Regions from separate parts of the Mus musculus genome. Here region 1 is linked to region 2. The links are chromatin contacts, called in public HiChIP or PLAC-seq maps. All regions are on one chromosome and are shown on one strand. Each heading gives the region's core, a stretch centred on a gene start, on an enhancer-like site or on the middle of the called end of the contact. The rest is flanking DNA. Distances are from core to core; before and after follow the strand shown. Region 1 overlaps 4921525O09Rik (RIKEN cDNA 4921525O09 gene). Region 2 has its middle 83 kb from the start of Gm40948.

Region 1 (6,738 bases), core at 3,490-5,989, 110 kb after region 2:
GTCTGATCTCACACATGTTCTTAGTACTGTCTTTTTGGCTACAGAGTATTTGCTCTTTGCCCTTGCCTAGTTCCATACTCTACAGCCCGCTGCTGTCAAGGGACCAGTTAATGCACGTGGTTCCTGGCATACGGTGGTTTGAGAAAGTTATCTTTTTTTTTTGTTTGTTTGTTTGATTTCATGATCGTTTAAAGAAACTATAGGCAATCAGAAGAAACCATACCTCGGGTTTTAAATGTTTGTGTTTTCAGGGATAGTGATGTCCTATATGACCATTTTTTATGTAAGATGCTGGTCAGAGAGAGTAGGCTGTAGGCTGTAGCTTCTTGTAGGCTCCAATAGCCCTGCTCCTCCCCCCACCCCCGGGGGGGGGGACACTGATGCTCTACTGCTCTGTGCCTGCTTCGACGATGTTCTCTAGTTATGGGGACACAACCCCATCAGAAATCGAAGTGCACCAGTCCTTGAGAAAACAATGAACTTGTTTTCCTGCAGCTGAGGCTCAGACCTCTAGCTGAGTTCTGTGTTATCTGAAGTGTTCCAAGAAGGACGGAGCAGCCTTCTGCTTCGTGGTCTGGAATGCAGCCATCTGTAGGTCTCAGGGAGCGGCCCACTCGGCATCTTTCCAGTTGTTTCTCCTGGAGGAGAAATCTAGAAAGTTCTCCAGGGGCACAGTTCACTTTTTAAAGCTCCCTGTTTTTAAACTTTTATTGCTCATGTCTAAGTCTGTGTCTTTATGAGCTATACAGGCTGCACGTTGAGGTAGGCGCATCTGTGGAGGCCAGAGGTAAATGTCAGCTGTCATTTCTCAGTAAGCACTCACATTATTTACTGAGACAGGATCTCTTGCTGAACGTCACATGCTGATTTCTGGTAGACTGGACTGAGCAGTGAGCCGCCAAGGATCACTTATCTCTGAGCCCCTACCCAGTACTGGGGTTCCAGGCATGCACCAACCAGACGTGGCTCTTTATGTGGGTGCGGGGATCCAAGATCAGATGGTTATATGTGCACTGTAAGGACCTTACCCCCGCGCCTCTCCCCAGCCCCCTCAGAGCTACCCACGGAACGTCTCCCCAACACTGTTGAAGCTCTGTCCTGAAGACTGACTTATTTGTGCAGTTATCACCTTGGATGACTGACTTGTTGGGTTTTCCCAGGGCTAAGCGTTCTGAGCGCATGGAAAGACAAGAAAACCTATATTCTTAGCATCCTGCTGAGCAGCGTCCTAGATGGGTAAAGAGTCTGTGTCTAGCATAGTGGAATCAAGTCTGTAGGGTGCCAGGGTCATCAAGAGGATGCTCTGTGGGGACTCTCTTCTGAGGGGACATGATATACTCTCAGGGAATAAGTCAAATAGAGAATGGTCTTTTCACCATTGTGGACCTGACTCTTCCCCTCCTTGCTTCACCCCTAGCCAGGAACCTCTTATGACTCGGGACAGCTATCCAGGGGAGGGATGGAAGGTGGGGGTGGCTAAATAAGCACCTTTGAGGTCACACTTGCTTTTCTGACAAGTTCCCTCATGCCTCTCTTTTCTTCCTCTCAGCATGCATTGCAGGTAGACTGTGAGAGTGACTATCCAAGGCCATCACAAGGCCAAACCCAGTTCTGCTGCGTGCTGCTTGCTTTTCTCCTGAGCGTGCCCGTGGGGATGTGTTTGTTCAGTGCTGGGACTTTTTTCTGTGCCTAAGGCTGTTCAGAACATTTTTGGGTTTTATATCAGTCTGAATTTAGAATCTTGGAGGAAGAATAAAAGCTTGCTTGCTTACCTCAGGAAAGGCGGGACTAGAGGACGGGAAGTGACCTCACCAAGCTCTGTTTCCCATCTCTATTTCCCTGTTTCTATGTGTCTTTTCCCATATACTTATTCATGTGTGTTTACACATATATGTATGCTGTGTGAGGATATGCACATGTGCGTCTGAACATATGTGCGTGAGTGCGTACACACATACACCCACCCCACACACACCTAGTCTTTCCCCCATAATGCAAGCTAAGTGGTCCCACATCTATGCAAAGCTACTTTGGCTACATCAACATGCAGATGTGAGGGATGTAGTAAGATGGAGGTGGAATAGAGGGTATGTATGAACAGGTGGATCACAGAATGGTCTGAGGAACCCCAAGGTGCTCTTGTGGCAGCAAGCCACTGCATGGAGAGAAAATGATTGTTAGAAAAAGACACACACCAAGTTTACCCTGCATGCAGGAGACAGACTCAGGTTGATACTAGAGTTTTCAGGGACTTAGGCGACTGGTGACTCCTTACTTAGGCAGGGAGCCAAGGCGATGGGAGGAGAGAGACCCTGCTCTCAGATAGAGGACATCGAAGAGCAAGAATGACATCAGAAAGATTCAGGGGACATGAAGGATTTGGGAGACTGCCCATCTGGAAGAGCCCCAGAGCATCTTTGGGAAGCCTCCAGCCTCCCATCCAGATGTGAGGTAAGAGGCAAGGGAGCAGCAGAGGAAACAGGAGAGCAGAGGCAGGCACAGGGTGCCTTGGGTGCAGCCCTCAGTGAAAGAAGAAGGTGCTAAGGTCACAAGGGGGAAGGGCCCTAGGTCAAGGTCAAGGCCGTGTGTGTGTGTGTGTGTGTGTGTGTGTGTGTACTCACGTGCGTTCTTGCAAACAGGTACCATTAGGACTTTGATCTGGGGACACAGTTGGAGTGTAAGGACCTAAGTTTGGATCCTTAGAATCCATGTAAAACCTTGTAGTGGTAGCTGGCATTTATAAGAGCAGCACATCTCAGGCGAGCTAGGAGAGGCAGGAGAATCCCTGAAGCTCTCTCTGTCAGGCCAGCTACCATGGTGCTAAATACCAAGAGACCCTGCCTCAGGCAAGGGGAAAGATGAGGGCTAACAGTGGAGGTTGTCCTCTGGCATCCATATGCCTCGTGGCACTTGCACACATGACCGTGCATGCACACACAAGGGCACACATTCATGTAATCATTGACTCGTGTACACAGGCACACACACACATACATACATACATACATACATACATGCACATACACAAGTATACATACACATGCATGCACAGAGAGGAGGGGGAGGTTACAGGGCTTTGGGGAGAGGAGAGGAAGCTGGAGCCCAAGCTAGAACATTCCTTTTCCTCTCAGGCTCTGAAGAGTGCAGTAACCCCATTTGTGAGGAAGATGGGCCCACTCCCAGTGAAGTGGTACCGACAGAGACCAAGGGTTTGTGCTCTGACCAGATTGTCCTCAGATCAGGAGTGGGCTGAGCCATTCTGAGCACAGGCTGGTACAAAACGTCTCTCCCGTGGCTAACAGCATGGGCCGTTGACCACACGCGGGCATGCTTGTGCTGCCTCAAAAGCACTTAGGCTGCTCCTCCCCTCCCTTTCTGCCTTTAGTGCCAGAAGAGAAATTGCCTGGTCCTCATGCAGCCTGCTCATCTGAGCTGGCAGCTTGCTGGCTGGCTGCAGATAAACAGCAGCAGGTAGGAGGCAAGCGTGCAGTGCTGGCTCCCGAGTGGGAACTGTCATTTCTGCTGGTCCTGTAAAACTAGGAAGGGAATCCTATTTCTGCTGCATAGTATAGGTTCCCAGGATGCAGCCTGCCCCAGTGTACAGGTGAAGGTCCAGGTGGGCCCCACTTTGTAACAGTGGGTCCACAGAGCCCCTTCCGTGCTCTTGTGTCTGTCCCCCCCCCCCCCTTTGGATGAAGTACAGGATGAATCTTTTTTTTTGTAGTTACAAACCAAATTCTTTTATTGGATATTTTCTTTATATACATTTCAAATGCTATCCAGAAAGTTCCCTATACCCTCTCCCCGCCCTGCTCCCCTACCCACCCACTCCTGCTTCTTGGCCCTGGCATTCCCCTGTACTGGGAATGGGCCTATAATGTTTGCAATACCAAGGGGCCTCTCTTCCCAGTGACGGCTGACTAGGCCATCTTCTGCTACATATGCAGCTAGAGATATGAGCTCTGGGGCTACTGGTTAGTTCATATTGTTGCTCCACCTATAGGGTTGCAGACCCCTTCAGCTCCTTGGGTGCTTTCTCTAGCTTCTCCATTGGGCTTCCTGTGTTCCATCCTATAGAAGACTGTGAGCATCCACTTCTGTATTTGTCAGGCACTGGCATAGCCTCACACGAGACAGCTATAACAGGGTTCCTTCAGTAAAATCTTTCTGGCATATGATCACGAAGGATGAATCATTCTTAGGGAAAGGCTGTTGGGTGGAAACGTGAGAAGCCAGGAAGATGTGACTTGCCTGCAGGCGAAACCCTGCACAGAGTGTTCTCCTCTGCAGAACTTGGTTCCAGCGAGAGGCACTGGGGTAAGGGTGTTCCCTCCCTGGAGGCTCCTCAGTTCTACTTGGCAAATGTTACCAACAATGTGCTACCATGGACTGTTCTAACTTGAAATCTACTCTTTGGTTTTCTGCTCTCACGGCCCAACTGTGTTGTCGGGGAGCCTTGAACCCCTGAGTGGAGAGAAACATGCTGTATATAAAATGGAGGAGCAGAGCTGGGGAGAGGGATGCTGTTGTGATTGGATGTGAACTGTCCCCCAGGCTCACGTGTTTGAACATTTGTTCCTCGTGAGAGGACGTTACTTGGGAATATTGTGGAACCTTTAGGAAGTGGATCCTGGCTAGAGAAAATGAGTCACTGAGGCGGGCTCTTGAGGTTTATAACCCAGCACCACTTCCTGTTTAGGCTCAGCCAGTTGTGACCGGCTGGCTTCCTGTCCCTATTACCCATACCTTCCATGCCTTCTGCAGTGACTTAACCACAACAAAGGCCCTGTGTCCCTTCAGACTGCGAGCCAGAATAAGCCTTCTTGCCTCAGGGATTTGTCATGTCAGGAAGAAATGTCACGTGCTTGTGCTCACACAGGGTGACTGAGCGAGGGATCTTAGCAATGCCGTTTTCCAAACTCCAAAGTTGTCTTAGCACATCATTTATGGGCACCCTTCTGTTGCCTATGAATCTGAACTCTGGCTAAATATGCCTTCCCCATGACAGAGGTGCTTTTGCTCAGGAAGTCCAGAGCCTCTTCTCACTGTGGTCTCCATTGCCCTCCTGAACACACTATCCCACTGGGCAGCATGGCCTTCATCCTCCCGTAGTACTCTTTACGCTGCTTGGAATCCAGGTGGGGCAGCTCAACAACTTCACCATCACTTACTGACATAAATTTGGTTCACATGGGATCCTGCCTGGTGAAAAGCCATGCTTTCTGGGGGTTGGCAGCTGCTCAAGATAGCAAACAATTAGAGACAAGGGACAGGAGTCAAGGGACTTTGGGTGATGTACACACCAGTGGGAAGCCCGGCCAAGGAGAGGTTCCATGGTGCAGGTCACTTCCTAGTGCGAAGGAGCAGTTTCCACCCCCAAAACTGCGAGGGTGGGGCCTCCACTTCCTGTCTTGTCCTTTCTATAGAAGGTCAAGGACACTGGAGACAAGATGTGACCACTTGGAGTGCTCTTCGAGGGTGTCTGATGAGCACCCCTTGTGGGCTGTGTCACTGGTGAATGAGGGACGACTTAGAACTCAAGTGTCAAAGCCTTGAGCAGCAGAGAGCTCACTTCAGGGGAGTTGATAATCTCGGTGGGGGGCTGCAAGGCTAGGAAGACCAAATACTGGGAAGACTGGGAGCTGGGAGGCTGACCTTGGCTAGCCTTGGGTCAGAGGAACCAGGCTAGACTAGACTGGGGGGGGGAGCAGCTCTTCTGCAGCCCATTTGCTGGGTTAGCTTTGAACTGGTGTTCCATACCAGGTCACTTCTCAACACCCAATCAGCTCTCTTTATCATGAATGTATAAACCCAGCTACTTGTATATGTGGATATTTCAACCCCATTGTGCAATGTGTTTTGACTCCCTGCCTGTCTCTTCCTTATGCTTGTCTTTAGAGGAGCTGAGGGTGCTGTAAAGTATCTCCAGTCCATGCAGGGGATGAAATCAAACTGGGCTGGGTCCCTGGGATTGGTTCTAGGCCAATGGAAGTGTGCTGTTTCCTTAATTCATGCTTCCTGGCCCAGTGGAGTGGCCCAATGCTATGGCGCCAGCTGTCCTATTGAACTCAGGGGGGTCTGAAGCAATGTGTGTCCTGGGAATAGAGAGTTTAAGAAACAGGCATTTTTCTCCACACCCAGGCATCGGGAGCCACACACAGACTACTATCCCCTGACTCGACAGCTCCTCCTTCCCAGGGGAAAGCTGTATCAAGTAGAAATTAGCACTGCGTGTGAGCCAGGAGAATCCTCAGCTGACCAGCTTCACAGCTCATGGATGTTTTAGTCTCTACTCTTTGGTAGTAGCTCCTTCAATCATGGGCAGCGTACATATGGAACTAATTTTTCATTGGTCTAAAGCAGAGTTGACCTCCGGTTCCATATTTGGGGGAAGTCACGCACTCTGAAGGGAAGAAGAAATGGAAATAAAACAGTTTGCCACACAAAAGGCAAAAGACCTGGAGGGATGTGTTCCGGCTTTTTACAAAAGCTGCTGTGTGGGATTCCGTGGGTAAAGAATTATGAGAGGAGCAGGCCAAGAGCCTGCCTGCATCTCAGAGATAGTGCCAGTGAGAGCCGTGCCCTTGGCAGCTCTCCTACAACCCTGTCACCTCTGCTGTCAGGCTGCCTTCCAAGTGTATTATAACAGCTCAGGGCAGGAGGGAAAAAGCAAGGGTGGGCATCTCAGCCATCCTCCCAGAAGGCACTGATCTTGCTTGATTGTAGAACAGCCCAGCC
Region 2 (6,562 bases), core at 3,887-6,386:
GTCCCTGTGCCCTAACAACAAAATTGACAGCTGTTTCTGCAGCAGTCACACTGTTGTGGGTATTACACATGATGCAGTGGCTGTTTAACGTCTTCAATGTATATATGTGTGTGTGTGGCAGGGGTGGGGTGGGGTGGGGGTGGAAGGTTCTAAGTAGATCCTAGAACTTTTTATATGAGGAAACTGAGCATGGGTTTTTATACTCATAGGTCCTAGTACAAATACATGTCCTGTGTCTTAGATGCTTTCCTGTTGCTATGATAAATATCCCAACAAAAGAAACTTAAGTTCAAGGTTCCAGGCCATCATGGTGGGAGAGTCCCAGTGGCAGGATTGAAGTCACATTGCATCTGCAGTCAGGAATCTGATGTGTGAATTCATAGTAGTGATCAGATCAATTTCTCTTAATTTTTGTTTTTTGGTTTTTTTTTTGTTTGTTTGTTTGTGTTGTTTTTTTCAAGACAGGGTTTCTCTGTATAGCCCTGGCTGTCCTGGAACTCACTCTGTAGACCAGGCTGGCCTCGAACTCAGAAATCCACCTGCCTCTGCCTCCCGAGTGCTGGGATTAAAGGCATGTGCCACCATGCCCGACTTCTCTTAATTTTTATTCAGCCTAGGGAATGGTGCCACCCATTGTAGGTAGGTCTTCCCAATCTAAATTAACCTGATAATCTTTCATAGACATGCCCAGTGCTTGCCTCTCAGGTGGCTCTCCAACCCTCCTTGTGGGGCTGCAGGACCATTTCATCTTCTAAGACCAAAGCTCTGAACCCCTTGAGCTAATCCATCTCCCCAGCCTGGACTCCTCCACCCCACTTTTTGTTTGAGCTTGGCTGCTATGCGTAAGTTGTATTAATAGAATCATATAACATGTCTCTCTCTCTGTATGTATGTTTATGGTGTGGTCTCTCTTTGGGTGTGTGTGTGTTGTGAGTGGTTTTGGTGTGGTAAATGTGTGTGTTGTGTGTGTGACATGTACATAGTGTATGTTATGTGTGTGTGGTGTGGTATGTGAAGTATGTGTGTGGAATGCTGCGTTGTGGTGTGGTGTGTATCTAGGGGAGTGGATGTTGCATGTGGTATGTTTCTGTGTGTTTGTATGTAGTGTGTGGTATGTGGCGTGTATGTGGTGTTATACATAGTATGGTTTGTGTGGTGTGTGTGGTCTGGTGGGTTGTATTGTGGTCTGTTATGTCTACTGGATGTGGTGTGTGCAGTGTGTGTATGTGTGTTTGCATAGCACTGAGGGTATGTATGGTGTGGCACATGCAGAAGAGCAACAGAAGGAAGAAGTCACTCCCAAGCATCACTGTGAACAAATATTCCCAGAAGCCCCCAGTACAGAAGCAGAAGCAGAAGCAGGCAGGTCTAGCTGAGTGGCACAATGCCCAAGGGGCTTCCATGAGCCTGCTGAGAGTCCTGAAGCTCTAGGAAGAGTGAAGGTGGCTGGTAGTGACTGCAGGATGCAGGCCATCACTCACTGACTCCTGATTGACTGGGAGCACCCCAGGTAGCTCTGTAGATCCCAAGGGGATGATGGACAGATGCTCCAGACCTGACCTGACACCGGCCTCTCCCTTCCAAGTGGCTTGCGTGGCCACTAGGGAGCTAAAGGGAAGCCCAGAGTCCTGCCTGAGCTCTGCTCACTCGTTGGACTGCCTGAAAGTGAAGGCTGTAGGGTATGGTGCTAGCTTAGCGGGTCAAGTACTTGCTTTATAAGCAGGAGGGCCCGGGTTTGCTCTCCAGAACCTGCACAAAAAGCAGGGCATGTTGGCATGCGTGTAACCCCTATGCCAAGAAGGCTGAGCCAGAAGGATCTTGGGGCTCCAGCCTAGCCCATTTGGTGAGCTGCAGGTTCAGTGAGACACCCTGTCTTGAAAGATAAGGTGTAGCGTGATCGAGGGATGACTGGAGTTTGATCTCTGGCACACATGCGCACAAGCACACCACACACAGAGCACACAGATGAGTGAGGGACACATGTATGCGACAGGAGAACAGACAGTGGTCCAGTGCAGGGTGTGAGCCTGGCAAGTTCATGACCCATGTTGGTGCTTGCCCCCTGACTCTCCCCCATACCCAGAGTCTCCTGACCTGGTGGCCTTAGCATAGATGTTACTGAGAAGATATCTTGACCCAGGAAGGCTTGGAAGCCCTCCTAGGTGGAACTTTGGCACTTGGCCTTCTTATGCGCAGGTTTAGGTGTCTCACTCTCAGGATTCTGAGCCAGTCGGAGTGGGGCATGCTGGGTCTGCACTCTGGGATGCCAAGTATCCAGGGCTGCCCCTAATTCTCCAAGGACAGGGTGAATACAGCTTTACCTACTAGTGGTCACAGGGAAGACTCTCTTTCCTGGGGGAGTTTCCGTGAATGCCAACTAAGGGGATCCAGAGATCACCTCAAACACCAAGGGGAAGGCTCTGGACAACCTGCCTGAATCTACTCTGCTTCTGGCAATTAGCATCTGAGTTAAGACCCAGTGGTTCCTAGTCTGTTTAGCTTGCAATTGGAATGTCTGTGGTCCATTCTGTCTCTAGTAGCTTGTCAGGGCTTTGAGTGAGGTCAGGGTTCCTGTCAAGCGCCTGGAATGAAGGCATGAGCTGTCCACAGACTTTACTGACCGAGCACCTCTGGGTCACTGTGAGTTTACAAGTTTACAGTAAGAGCTTCTAAGAGAATACTGGAGTGGCCTGCAATCCAGAGTCACCTCGGAAATCTCGACCTTACTATGATTCCTGGGTATCCTAGGGAGGGGAACCTCGTTAATTTTATCCTTCAGTTCTCATGCATGTGTACACACGCTTGAATGTGTGTGAGTGTATATGGGTGTATGTGTGCATGTGTTTGTGTGTGTGAATACTACATGTGTGGCACACCCCCACACTTCACTCTCTGGCAGCTTGAGCCCCAGTCACAGCCAGAAACACCCCCATAAAGGAACTCTGACCAGAACAAGCTCACTCTGTGTGAAACCTGGGAAGACACTAAGATAACAGGAGTGTTCGTTTGGTGATGTAAGGAATAGCTCTGGCGAAGGAGCACAAAACATATTTCCACCACCCTGAACATACCAGGAACACACTGCTGCCACCGGCATGGTCCTTGAAAAGTCATAGGGACATTCAGGACTGGTTCCAAACAGACCCTCCCTGGCTGTCAGCTTTCTGCTTCCCTTGTCTGGAGCCAAGCAGAACAGGACAACCCTCAAGGATTAGCAGGGAAGGTCAATGTGACCTTCTAGGGCTTTCCCTCTATGTGGCTGTCAATAAAGGCTGAACTGAAGGACCTCTGGAGAAAGAGGGAGAGAGCCAGGGGCCTCCCAGGGTCAGGTGACCCACAGGAAGGAAGGACCCATATGTTGATGCACTGGTGGGCTTCCTCCTACTTTCCCAAGGGTCAAGACTTATAATTTGTTCTCCATTTAGGAGAAATAAATGAGGCATGCTTTTGTTTAGTAGGAAGAAATGCTTGATGAAAAACAATGAATTGGACTTCAGTCATCTGTTTGAAAAAACACATCTCACGGTTTTATGAACTCAGTTTCAGTTGAACTTAAGACCTCCAAGTGTTTTAAAGTGAACAGTGTTAGTTTTAAGCGGCATGCGGGCCAACCTGGCTCTCCAGTGCACATGGCTGACTTCTACCACGTGGAGTGTAACACAAATCTGCTAGCACCACCACTGACCGTTCTACTGGGGAAAGGTAGTAATGACAAATTTGACATTAATGACAAATCCGTGGATGTCCTCAAAGCACCAATTAATGAGTACCGTGTCTACTGGGGACTCTATTAAGCTGTGTGTGACTCAGAGCATTGCTGATTCCAGGGACTGTGAAATGTCAAAACGTGGAACACATATCCAAGAAACATGACCATGGCAGGTGTGTGAGGGACTCTCAGCCTTTGCACAAACACTCTGACTCTTTTAGGTTGCGGATATAGAGGTATAGTCTCTGTATGGGTGAGTGTGTGCATGCACGTGCATGTGCATGCGTGTGTGTATATGTGTGTGTGTGTGTAGGTCAGAGGTCAATCTCAGGCATAATTCCTCAGGACACTGTCCACCTTGGTTTTTGAGACAGGGTTTCTCACAGGCCTGGAACTTGCTGATTGGGCTAGGCTGGGTGGCCCCACGAACTCTGGAGAGGCCCCACTCACCACCTCTGCAGCACTGGGGTTACACGTGGACAGAGCCACACTTGGCTTTTTAGCACAGGTTCTGGGGATTGAACGTAGGTCCTTGTGTTTTCGTGGCAAGCGCTTTATAGACCCTGGAGACACTGTTTAGTCTCAGCTATCTAGAATGATGGATGACCGGGAGTACCCCATGTATCACACCTTTAGATGCAGGCTCTCCTGGTTGTTGTGAGATCCTATGGGGAACCTGATACGAGCAGATAGGAGGTGATACGATGCATGGGAGAGCCTTGGCACAGAGACGTTTCAGACGTTGCTCTAGTGAAGGGAGGGCTCAGCTTCTAGTCTTACCCCTGAGGCATAGCACTGACTCTGTAACGACTGCATCATGAACGTCCCACGGAGGACCAAACATAAAGGGCTTGTCCCTTCACTGATGGGACCTTTGGAAGGTTGGAGGAGGGTTCAGGAGGCAGGGCCTGGTAGAGGGACATTAGGTCACTGGGGCTGTGACTCCGATGTCTTCTTGATCTTCCCTTTGATTATCGAATGCCATAAGGTAAGTGGCCTCTGTGAATTTCTGGGTGTGATGAGCCACTCTGCCACGGGTCCTGGCACAGCAGGGCCAGCCTACTGTGAACCGAAGACTGTGAAACCAGATGTCAAAACAAACTTTCCCTACTCTGTTGAATTTCTCAAATATTTTTTCATAGCCAGGAAACACGACCAGTCTATTATTTCCCTTTAGCTCCATGCAGAGGTTTTTCTAGATTATTCCGGGCATCCTGTTGCAAGTTGGCTATAAGGAGTCAGAGAAACTGAGCAAAGCATTTGGCTTGGAGTAGGTCCACGTGTGCTTTTTTATCTCCAAAACGTTTGAACTACCATCTATGGAAGCCACTTTCCCTAACCATCAAAGACTCTTAGGAGCTGGCCCTTCCAACCCCCCGGGATCTCTCTGGTCCACATCTGTGACTCATAAATACGAGGAACGAGCTTGGTTAGTTTGACACGTTCTTGTAGTGAGTCAGGGAGTGGAACGAGCAACCGGTTATTTGAAGAGATCACTTACATAGCAAAGTTTTTTGGGAAATCTAAGGGCGATTTTATTGTGCCCAAAAGGAATGAGTTGTAGATTGCCAGCCCGTATATTTAGAAGTGCAGAGGATGGAGGAGGGCGTGGCCGTGACAGGCCTACTGCTCTGAAGACTGGGATGAGAAGGAAGGACAGTGAATGAAGGGCCTGTAAACACACCCTGGGCTCATCCATCAGTGAGCCATGAGCATCTCACTACACTGTTGTGCTCAATACAAGGAGGGTGTCGTTAGGATCCAGGAAAGAACCTGGGAGCTTCGGGGAGTTCCAGGAGGCCTGCCAACTCTGATTGCAGGCTCTCTGGTGGGGACTGGGAGGGGCTGTGCTGCTTTGAAGGGAAACCAACTGTGGCTTGGTACCTCATTTTCTCGGACAGTGTGAGCATCAAACATTGCAAGAAGCTAAGAAGGAACCGCAAGATACAACTGAAACCAGCTACCCCCACCCCAACCCTTGGCAAGCCGGTGGGAGCTTGGAGCCAGATCTGACATGCTTTAGAAAAAGATAAAGTATTTCTTTCATGTCAATGGCTTAGTGACTTGTTTGGGTTTTTCTTTGTGTGTGCACACACTTGCATGCTGGTGTGTATTAAAATTTTGAGTATTTATTTATGTGAGTGTGCTTGTATTTATGTGTGTATATGTGTATGCACATATATATGTGTGTGCATCTGTGTGAATGCATATGTGTATGTGTGTGTGTGTATGAGGCCATGGAACGAATTACCTGTGGATGTCAAAGGCCAATGCTCTGTGAGAAACAATTCTTACCTTCCATTATGTTGGTCCCAGGAATTGAACTCTGGTCATCAGACTTTGCAGCAAACATTTTTATGTGCTGAGTCATCTTGTCAGTACATATTTTGATTCCCTCCCTCCCTCCCTGCCTCCCTTTCTCCCTCCCTCCTTCCTTTCTTCCTTCCTTCCTTCCTTCCTTTCTTTCTTTCTTTCTTTCTTTCTTTCTTTCTTTCTTTCTTTCTTTCTTTCTTTCTTTCTTTCTTATGAAATCTCTAATGGGACTGGAACTCTACCAGTAGGCTAGCTTGTCTGGCCAGAAAGCCCCAGGGATCTGCCTGTCTATGCCTCTCCAGAACTGGGGTTGCAAGAAGATACCACCACACACAGATACATATTTTAATATGAGGATCAGGTCTTTATGATTTCAGGGCAAGCATATTACTAACCGAGCCATCTCCCCTGCCCTGTGACTGTACAGAACGAGGGCTTCCAATTCACCAACTCTATAGTTGGCTGGGAAATTCCCTCAATCCTTTACATGAAGGATGGGGGAAGGGGAGCGAGCTTGTTTCAAGCATGCTCAGTGTCAGC

The links. HiChIP or PLAC-seq counts read pairs in DNA pulled down with a chosen protein or histone mark.
Region 1: an H3K27ac HiChIP or PLAC-seq map of a colorectal cancer cell line shows a contact between it and region 2, with 3 times the contacts expected there. The contact joins two enhancer-like sites. A contact is called at or near these places in 1 of 15 datasets of contacts at CTCF or cohesin (CD8 T cells), 2 of 484 Hi-C or Micro-C datasets (bone marrow-derived macrophages and nephron progenitors) and 3 of 115 datasets of contacts at active chromatin or transcription factors (CD8 T cells, a colorectal cancer cell line and pancreatic cancer cells).

Annotation. Positions count from the first base shown.
Region 1 is chr13:52,110,367-52,117,104 of GRCm38.p6, forward strand. The region is part of intron 3 of 4921525O09Rik (RIKEN cDNA 4921525O09 gene); the gene reads left to right. Among named protein-coding and RNA genes, the nearest start is that of 4921525O09Rik, 17 kb to the left of the region's middle. Within about 2 kb of position 4,740, at least 59 of the 459 cell types and tissues checked have an H3K27ac peak or open chromatin away from gene starts, as enhancers often do. A contact at or near this core is called in a colorectal cancer cell line and pancreatic cancer cells, where this site is marked.
Region 2 is chr13:51,996,860-52,003,421 of GRCm38.p6, forward strand. No RefSeq gene overlaps it. Among named protein-coding and RNA genes, the nearest start is that of Gm40948, 83 kb to the right of the region's middle. Within about 2 kb of position 5,137, at least 48 of the 459 cell types and tissues checked have an H3K27ac peak or open chromatin away from gene starts, as enhancers often do. A contact at or near this core is called in a colorectal cancer cell line and pancreatic cancer cells, where this site is marked.